Regions from separate parts of the Pan troglodytes genome. Here region 2 is linked to region 1. The links are chromatin contacts, called in public HiChIP or PLAC-seq maps. All regions are on one chromosome and are shown on one strand. Each heading gives the region's core, a stretch centred on a gene start, on an enhancer-like site or on the middle of the called end of the contact. The rest is flanking DNA. Distances are from core to core; before and after follow the strand shown.

Region 1 (3,714 bases), core at 779-3,278:
TACTAGCTGTGCAGCCTCTGGCAAGTCATTTCTGTTTCACAATTAGCAGTTCATCCATAGTAAATAACTGAGTACTTTGTATATGGAAGACGCTGTGCTGATAGAGATACAAAAACGGAGAAGATAGAAATGGTATTACCTTACAGCATGGAGGTGGAACCACATGGTAAACAAATAACTTTCGTAATTATTTAGATTCTAATTGTTATAACATCTTCAACAGAGCATGGGGTCCTGCGGACATGGAAGAGCAGGGAGGTTCAGGCTTGCTAGTTTAGGGAAGCTGGCCACCAGGTTCAGGTTTGACAGGCGCATAGGAAATGGCATGGCAGAGGGAGGCCAGAGCCTTTTAGGCAAAAGGAAGAGCAAATGCTTATTAGACCCCAAGGCTGCAGGAGCTAGGCACGTTTGACCACCGAAAGGGAAGGCCAGTATAGACAGCATAAACCTCACTGTGGTGTCTGTGTTGAGAATGGATTGTATGTGTGTGCTGTGTGAGGGGCAAGAGTGGATTAGGGGACATGGGTTAAGAGCTACTAGCAGTCTGGGCAAAAGACACTAGTGGCCTGGGAAACAGTGGTAGTGGAGAGTGGACACATTAGTAAGACACACAAACGTGTTCACAAAAATTCCTAGGTTTCTGCGTGAGCTGTGGCCAGGCGGATGTCCATGCCACTACTGAGATGGTGAATTCTGAACAGGAGGAAGTTTGGAGAAAAACCTCAACATTTCGGCAGGACAGCACCTCCTGGTGGAGATGACAAGCGGGAGCCTCACCACAGGCCTGGTTGTGGGAGTGAAAGGGGGACTCCGGGCGCGGTCGGGTGCACTTACTGTGCTAAGACAGCAAGGCCCGGCGGAGGTGGCAATGGCAGACCTGGTTTCTCGGGGGAGTCCCAGTGGGAGGCCCGGTGTCCAAAATCCTCAACTAGATTGGGCATGCCGTTTATCTTGTTCCAACTGTTGACAGTAATGGCACTAGCAATAATGTCCTTCCCAGGCAAAGATGGTTTTTCTTCCGTGTTTTCAGCCACTGCAGAGTGGACATCTACTATGAACCAAGTATCTGCGGCTTTAGGTACCAGATTCAAACACAGAATGGTGGCAGAACAGGGACTAGGACGGAGAGAAAACCTGAAGATGGATCAACCAGAAAGCAATGCATTCTCACAGAGGCACAAAAAAATGCCTCTGAAACAGAAGATTCACCTCCACTTCTGCGTCCTTTTGAGGCAACTTTCTGAGCATCCTTTCCTCCTCCCCAGGCCAACGCTTTTCCACCTTGTTAAACTACCCGGTAGCTTTCTCCATGGGAGGCGCCTTCTTCACAGTACTCGGACCCAGTTAGACTTGTGGCCTTCCCCGGCTTCTGCTGGGCCGGCTATGGTCGACGCCGCACCGTCTCAGGCCCACTTCTCCCGCGGGAGCGGCGGCCCCAGCGGAGCCCCTGTGCGCCACGGCGAACGTGATAGGAATGCAATCTTCTGCCCCTTCAGACTCTGGCACCCCGTAGTCTTTCCTCAGGCTCCACGAGTTCTCCCGGTGATGTGATGACCGACATGCCGTCTGGGCTCTGAACACTTAGACTTTACTCCTTCCCCCCGGCCCCGAAACATGGAGAAACCACACCCTCTCTGCTCCAGTCACCAGCAGCCACTCCCATTCCTTAAGTATCCATTATTGCATGTGTAGCCTATTGCATGTGTAGCCTACTTCTGGTTTTCATTTTTATTTAAGGTCAGTTGTTGCCTGACAACACAGACGACAGTAACTTAATTCGAAAGACAACACTTGGAGGCGGCCCCCGCTCCAGGCACCAGCCCAGCAGCTCCCCCGAACTCCCCAGGAGCTCGCGGGCGAGCAACGCCACAGCCCAGAGCGAGCTCCGCGGAACCCCCAGCCCCGGGGAGGGAAGCTCGACTTGCCGCGGCGCACTCCTTCCGGGCTCCGAGCCCGACTAGGCCATCCGGGAGGCCCTGGAGCGCCGGGGCCGGAGAAGCCCTGCCCCCCGCCGAAGCCCCGCCCTGCGCCCGAGCGCCCGCCAATGGCAGGGCGCGGTGCGGCGCGCCGAGGTGGGACGGCGGCGCGCTGAGGAGGCGGTGCGCTCAGGCGGCGCTCCCGGAGATGCCCCGCGGCAGCCGCGCTCTAGGCTCTAAGGTAGGCTCTGGGGCGGGAGTGGGCGCCGCGCCGTTTCCCGCGTTGCGGGGAAGCGGCGGGCAGGCGCGGGGCTGGCCCCGGGCTGCTGGGGTGAGAGAGGGTGGGCGTTGGGGGTGAAGGGCTAGGTGGTGGCGGGTCCCGTCTGCGTGCGTGGAGCAAGCCCGCGCAGCGGGGTACCGCCCCCAGGTCCGGCTCCGGTCCAGGCGTGCGGGCCGGGCCCTCAGCGGCGGTACGGAAAGCGAGGGGTGGGACCGCCGAGGGACGCAGCGGGCGGGAGCATATGTCCGCCTCGGGGGTACTTGGCCTTACTCTTGTCTCTTTTTGATTCTGGTGCAATGTACCAGACCGCAGGGAATCCTGGCGTGGCTTTACCCGTCTCCGCGGATAATCCACTGTCAACTCTGTCTCTCTTCCTGCCGCACTCGGAGGGGACTGTGCGGCTGACTGCCCAATCTGTGGGCACCGCGCTGCCTCGGGTTCCAGAACGGGAGCGGGTGCCTAGGAATCGTTGCTTGAATGGTGTTTCATTGCACCTGTATCCGCGAGTGCATCCTTTTTTGTTCTGCTAATTGTGCTTGTCATGGCATGTGTCCTTTATCGTTTTAAAGTTTCTTCTAACTTCCTTGCTTTCAAATACGTTTGTCTCATAGTAAAACGGTTTTTAAAAAGCACATACAGGACCTCCTTTCTTGACTCTTGCCTTTACTTGAAAACTTCCTGGAAAAAATAGACCACATATACTGGTTCAACTTCTTTACCACTACCATGCTTTCTCGCTTCTCAAATACCATTGATTATCAGCCCACACTATCAATTTTGTGACTGGCTTTAGGGAATAAAGAAATTCATTTCAGGCACCTCTTGATTATAAGATACAGTCTGGTTTCTGAAGCATTAATGTGTGAAAAAAATCAAGGAAATATATAAATTTGCTAAATCCAGTGTAAGTTGTTTACTTGGTCATTGGAGCGTTTGACACATTCACCACCTGCTTTTATTTCTTTTGGAACATCCATGATTGTTTTCCTGTCTTGCAACAGCTCATTTTCTTCTCTTTACTGTGTTCGTGCCATGTTCTAATTTTTGACCTTGTGCTTTTTCACATGTTCCATATTTGCTTTGGACAATGTCATACATTGAAGTTAACTGTATAGATGACTTTCAGATCTATATTAGATCTTTCCCTAGAGCTCAAACTTAGTGCATCACATAATCATCATCTCACCCTTAGTCCTCCCGGCCCTAACAGTTTCTCTTGACTTAGAAATCTTAGTATTTTTGAATTGACGTTCACTTCTGGTCTCTTCATCTTGTCATTTTTCAAGACTCTTTTTTTTTACTCAATTTTTTTTAGTAGTCGTACAGTTGTCTATTGTGTAATACGTTGCTGAAAACTGAAGCAGTTCATAACAAATGTTTATTATATCATAGAGTTTCTGAGACTCAGGAATCTGAGAACGGCTCAACTAAGTGGTTGTAGTTCAGGATCTCCCACAAGGCTGCAGTCAAATAAAGGGTCGTTGGAGCTGGAGAATCCAGTTCCAAGCTCACTCACGT
Region 2 (3,857 bases), core at 447-2,946, 480 kb after region 1:
CAGGAAAGCGGGAGATGATTCAGCCCGGGGTTCTGCCCCTCGCCCCTCCAGCAGCCTCTACAGTTAGGGAGCTCTTGAACTGTTTTCAGCAGGGGCCCCCAAAAAGTCAACCCTTCCCCAGGTTTGCGTTCTTCGGGAGAACACCTTCTGCTGGAAAGCTGCTAGCTTACCTGAGCTCAGCCGTGCTCCACCTAGCTTAGGCAAGTTAAATAAGGCCAGGAGAGAGCCTTTAATGCGTTTTAAAAGCGACAGACCCTCTCTCCTGAGTAGCTCGGGCCTGCGCCCCATCCCCCCGCCCCCCACACACACACACCTGGCGCCCGTGCTCCCTGGTGTTCGCTGGCTGCGGGTCTGGAACGCACCCTTCCCGAGCCGGGTCCTGCGCCACCGGCGGGCGGGCGGGAGTCACTGCGAATATAGGAAGCAGGGGCGATTTCAAATGCTGCTTTATTCTTACAAATACTGTAAAAATTAATATAAAAAAGTGAGCATGCTCAGTCTTTTCCTCTTATCTACAATACAAAGGGTTTGTCTGAAAAGTCTGGTTTTTTTTCTTTTTACAAATGTACCTTAGCTGCATCAACAGGAGTAAGATGTAGAAAAAGCTACCATTACAAAAATAATTTAAGGGAAAATAAACACGTTTAGCTTCTCTCGCAGTTTAGTGGTGGTAAGTCCAGGCTGTAGCTTCTTTGCGCTCCTATGTCCCAAGAAACTGCAGCGGGCACCCGGCGGCTCTGGCTGCGCCAGGGCAGGGCGCGCTCCGCTCCGGGCCGTCGGGTCTGAGGTATGGGTCGTTGCTGAGTCTCTCCCGCCCCGGCCGCGCGTTACCGGCAGTCTGCTGTCCCGGCGGCCGGCAGGAAGGGCGGGCTGGGCAGCTGCTTGAAGAACTGCCGGAGGCCGGCCAGGTCCCGCGTGAGCTGCTCCACGCGCTGGTGCAGCTTCTCGTTCTCAGCCGACAGCTCCACCAGCTTCTGCTGCATCTCCTGGTTGCGCCGCTTGGCCTTGTCGCGGCTCTTGCGCACGGCGATGTTGTTGCGCTCGCGCCGCTGCCGGTACTCGGGGCTGCCGCGGTCCGGGCCCCTCTTGCCGGAGCTCTTCTCCCGGGCGGGGCCGGGCGCGGGGGTCTGCCTGGGGCTGCTGCGCGGCGGCTCCGGCGACGTGGGCGGGGTGGGCTGCCCTGCGGCCGCCAAGCTCACCACGGTCTGTGCGCACGCGGCCACCTGCGCGGGCAACAGCGAGCCGGGCGCGTCGCCGTCGCCCCAGTCGGGCTCGCGCTTGAGCGGGCGCGGAGCGGCAGGGCCCGGGCCCAAGGGGCGCGCGGGGCCGCCGGGAAGAAGCTCCAGGGGCCCCGCGCCGCCCGCCTTGTGATTGCTGTTGAAGAGGTCGGCGAAGAGCTCGTCGTGGCACAGCTCCAGGGTGGGCACGGCGGCCATGGAGTCGATGTAGGCGCTGAAGTCGATGGCGCTCTCGTCGTCGTACATGGCGGGGGCGGCGGCGCCTGGCTCGCCTAGGGCCCCTGGCTCGGCCCCGCGGCCCGGCTTGCCCGCCCGGCCCGGTTCGTAGAAGGGCGCAGGCTCCGCAGGCCAGGGCGCGCCGCGCGCCGGGCCGTCCAGGCTGAAGAGCGCGGCGCTCATGGCGGCGTCGGGCCGGGCTCTGCGTCCAAGCGAGGCTGTCACCTCGCTGGGCCCAGCCCCGCCGCCTTTTCTAGCCCCGGCTGACGTGCACGCCCCGCCCCGACTCCGGCACCGCGGGGGCGCCCCGGGGCCGCGGGGGAAGGGGCGGGGGCGCCCTGGGAGCCCCCCGGAGCCGCCCCGAGGCTTCCCGGGGCGCGCCCTCTCTCAGCTCCTCCCCGGGGCCCCCTCCCCGGCCCTGGGGACCCCCAGCCCACGTTGTAGGAGGGTGCCCGCGCTGCTGCTCCCTCCCCGGCCCGGGCCGGCCCGCGCTGCGCTGCTGGGAATGACACTCCCTCTGCCAGCACTCCAGGGCCTTCTCTTCTTCCTGTTTGTGGGCTTGGAACCTCCTCGCTCCTCGGGGCTGGGAGTGAAATCAAAACCAGGACTTGGCCGCAGCGCGCGCGTCCCAGGCCGGCTTCTGTCGCCGGAGGGCGGGGGGTGGAGACCCGTGGGAGAGGACCCGCGCGTCCAAGGACGCCCCCCGACCGTGGGCACGCGCGTGAGGCCCTCGCCCCGCGCCTCCACCGTGGGACCAGAGGCGGGAAGAGGCGCGGGGGACCAGACGTGGGGACAGCGGCGGCCTGGCAGGCGGGGAGGGCTGCCCGCACCGCACTCGGGCGCCTCGGGGAATCCGGGCCGGTTCTCGCTGCTCTCCTCGGAGGTCCCGGGTCCGGCCGGCCCTGGGGGTCGAGGCCCAGAGACGCGGCTGCTGCGTCCTGACCGAAAGGCCGACGGGACGCTGTCGCCAAAAGCAGAGCAGATGGGGGAGACGCGGTCACGACATCGCGTCCTCCGCCGGCTCCTCGAGGTGCGGGCTCTCCGGCCGGACGCTACTCCCCGACCCCGCAGGCCCGGGCGTCCGCCGCCAGCTCCCGCGCCCGCGTTTCTTCCAGGTCTACGGAAGCAGTGCCATCGTGTGGCGGCATCTTGCGTTAGACCTGTTTTTAGTTCCAGGCTCTTTCCCTGTTAAATATTCCAAAAAAGTGCCTTGAACCTAAAGTAGTTGGGTCCTTTTTGGGAAACAGGTAAGATCTACCAGTAGCTATAGCAGGGTGCAGATGGGCCTCGACTCACCATGGGGTTACATCCCGGTAGACCCATCGCACACTGAAAATGTCTTAAGTAAGAATGGGCTTTGTCATGTGTCCTGCAATTTGAGGCAGGCATTTCTGGTCAGACCCATTTATTATTTTAAATTAAAAATATGGTTTTTTTCAGCCGAGCACAGTGGCTCATGCCGGTAATCCCAGCACTTTGGGAGGCTGAGGTGGGCGGATCACTCGAGGTCAGGAGTTTGAAACCAGCCTGGTCAACATGGTGAAACCCCATTTCTACTAAAAATACAAAAATTAGCCAAGCGTAGTGGCGTGCGCCTGTAATCCCAGCTACTCGGGAGGCTGAGGCAGGAGAATCGCTTGAACCCGGGAGGCGGAGGTTGCAGTGAGCCGAGATCGTTCCATTGCACTCCAGCCTGGGCGACAGAGCGAGACTCCATCTCAAAAAAAAAATTGAGATGGGATCTCACAATGTTGTCCAGGCTGGTTTCAAACTCCTGGGCTTAAGAGATTCGCCGGCCTCAGCCTCCCAAAGTGCTGGGATTACAGGCGTGAGCCACCATGTCTGGCCCAAATCCATTAAATCACTATCGCTAGTCACACCTGCTCCATGTCGAGTCTCTTCCTGCGCAGGCCTCTCACCAGATCTGCGTCGGAACACCAAGCTCTACTAACTGCTGTGCAGTTTCTGCAGTCAGTTCCAGAGGTCATTTCTAACGTTGCACTATGGGATATTTAATAGGTTTCCTAAAGAACAAACATATTTCTTTAGAGTTACTCAGAGGGTACACAATGATGATGTCACACAATTAATTACCTATTAAGACTGAAATCCAGCAATGCGTAGAGTGTGGACTTACGCACATCCAGAAAAAGTTCTAGCACAAATTGTTTTGTTCTCATATATTTCAGAAGCCATAGAAACACTATTAAAGCCCTCCCTAATCAATCACTTAGGGAATGCAAAATCAATATTTATAAGGGATAACCATATCCTCCTAAAAACAACTCAGAGACTATTTTCAGTGAGATGATTTACTGATTCCGATAGTCAATATAGTTACATTTTATTTTTATTTTTATCTTTATTTTTGAGACGGAGTCTTGCTCTGTCGCCAGGCTTGAG

Evidence for each region. HiChIP or PLAC-seq counts read pairs in DNA pulled down with a chosen protein or histone mark.
Region 2: an H3K4me3 HiChIP or PLAC-seq map of stem cell-derived excitatory neurons shows a contact between it and region 1, with 5 times the contacts expected there. The contact joins the promoter of CEBPD here to the promoter of SPIDR in region 1. A contact is called at or near these places in 1 of 7 Hi-C or Micro-C datasets (stem cell-derived neural progenitor cells) and 1 of 1 datasets of contacts at active chromatin or transcription factors (stem cell-derived excitatory neurons).

The regions. Positions count from the first base shown.
Region 1 is chr7:55,805,264-55,808,977 of NHGRI_mPanTro3-v2.0_pri, forward strand. It overlaps SPIDR (scaffold protein involved in DNA repair), which reads left to right and starts at 2,029. Exons shown (of 20, transcript XM_063817068.1): 1 at 2,029-2,157.
Region 2 is chr7:56,283,088-56,286,944 of NHGRI_mPanTro3-v2.0_pri, forward strand. CEBPD (CCAAT enhancer binding protein delta) reads right to left here and starts at 1,697. Exons shown (of 1, transcript XM_003951258.6): 1 at 430-1,697. The coding sequence starts at 1,637. The coding sequence ends at 828.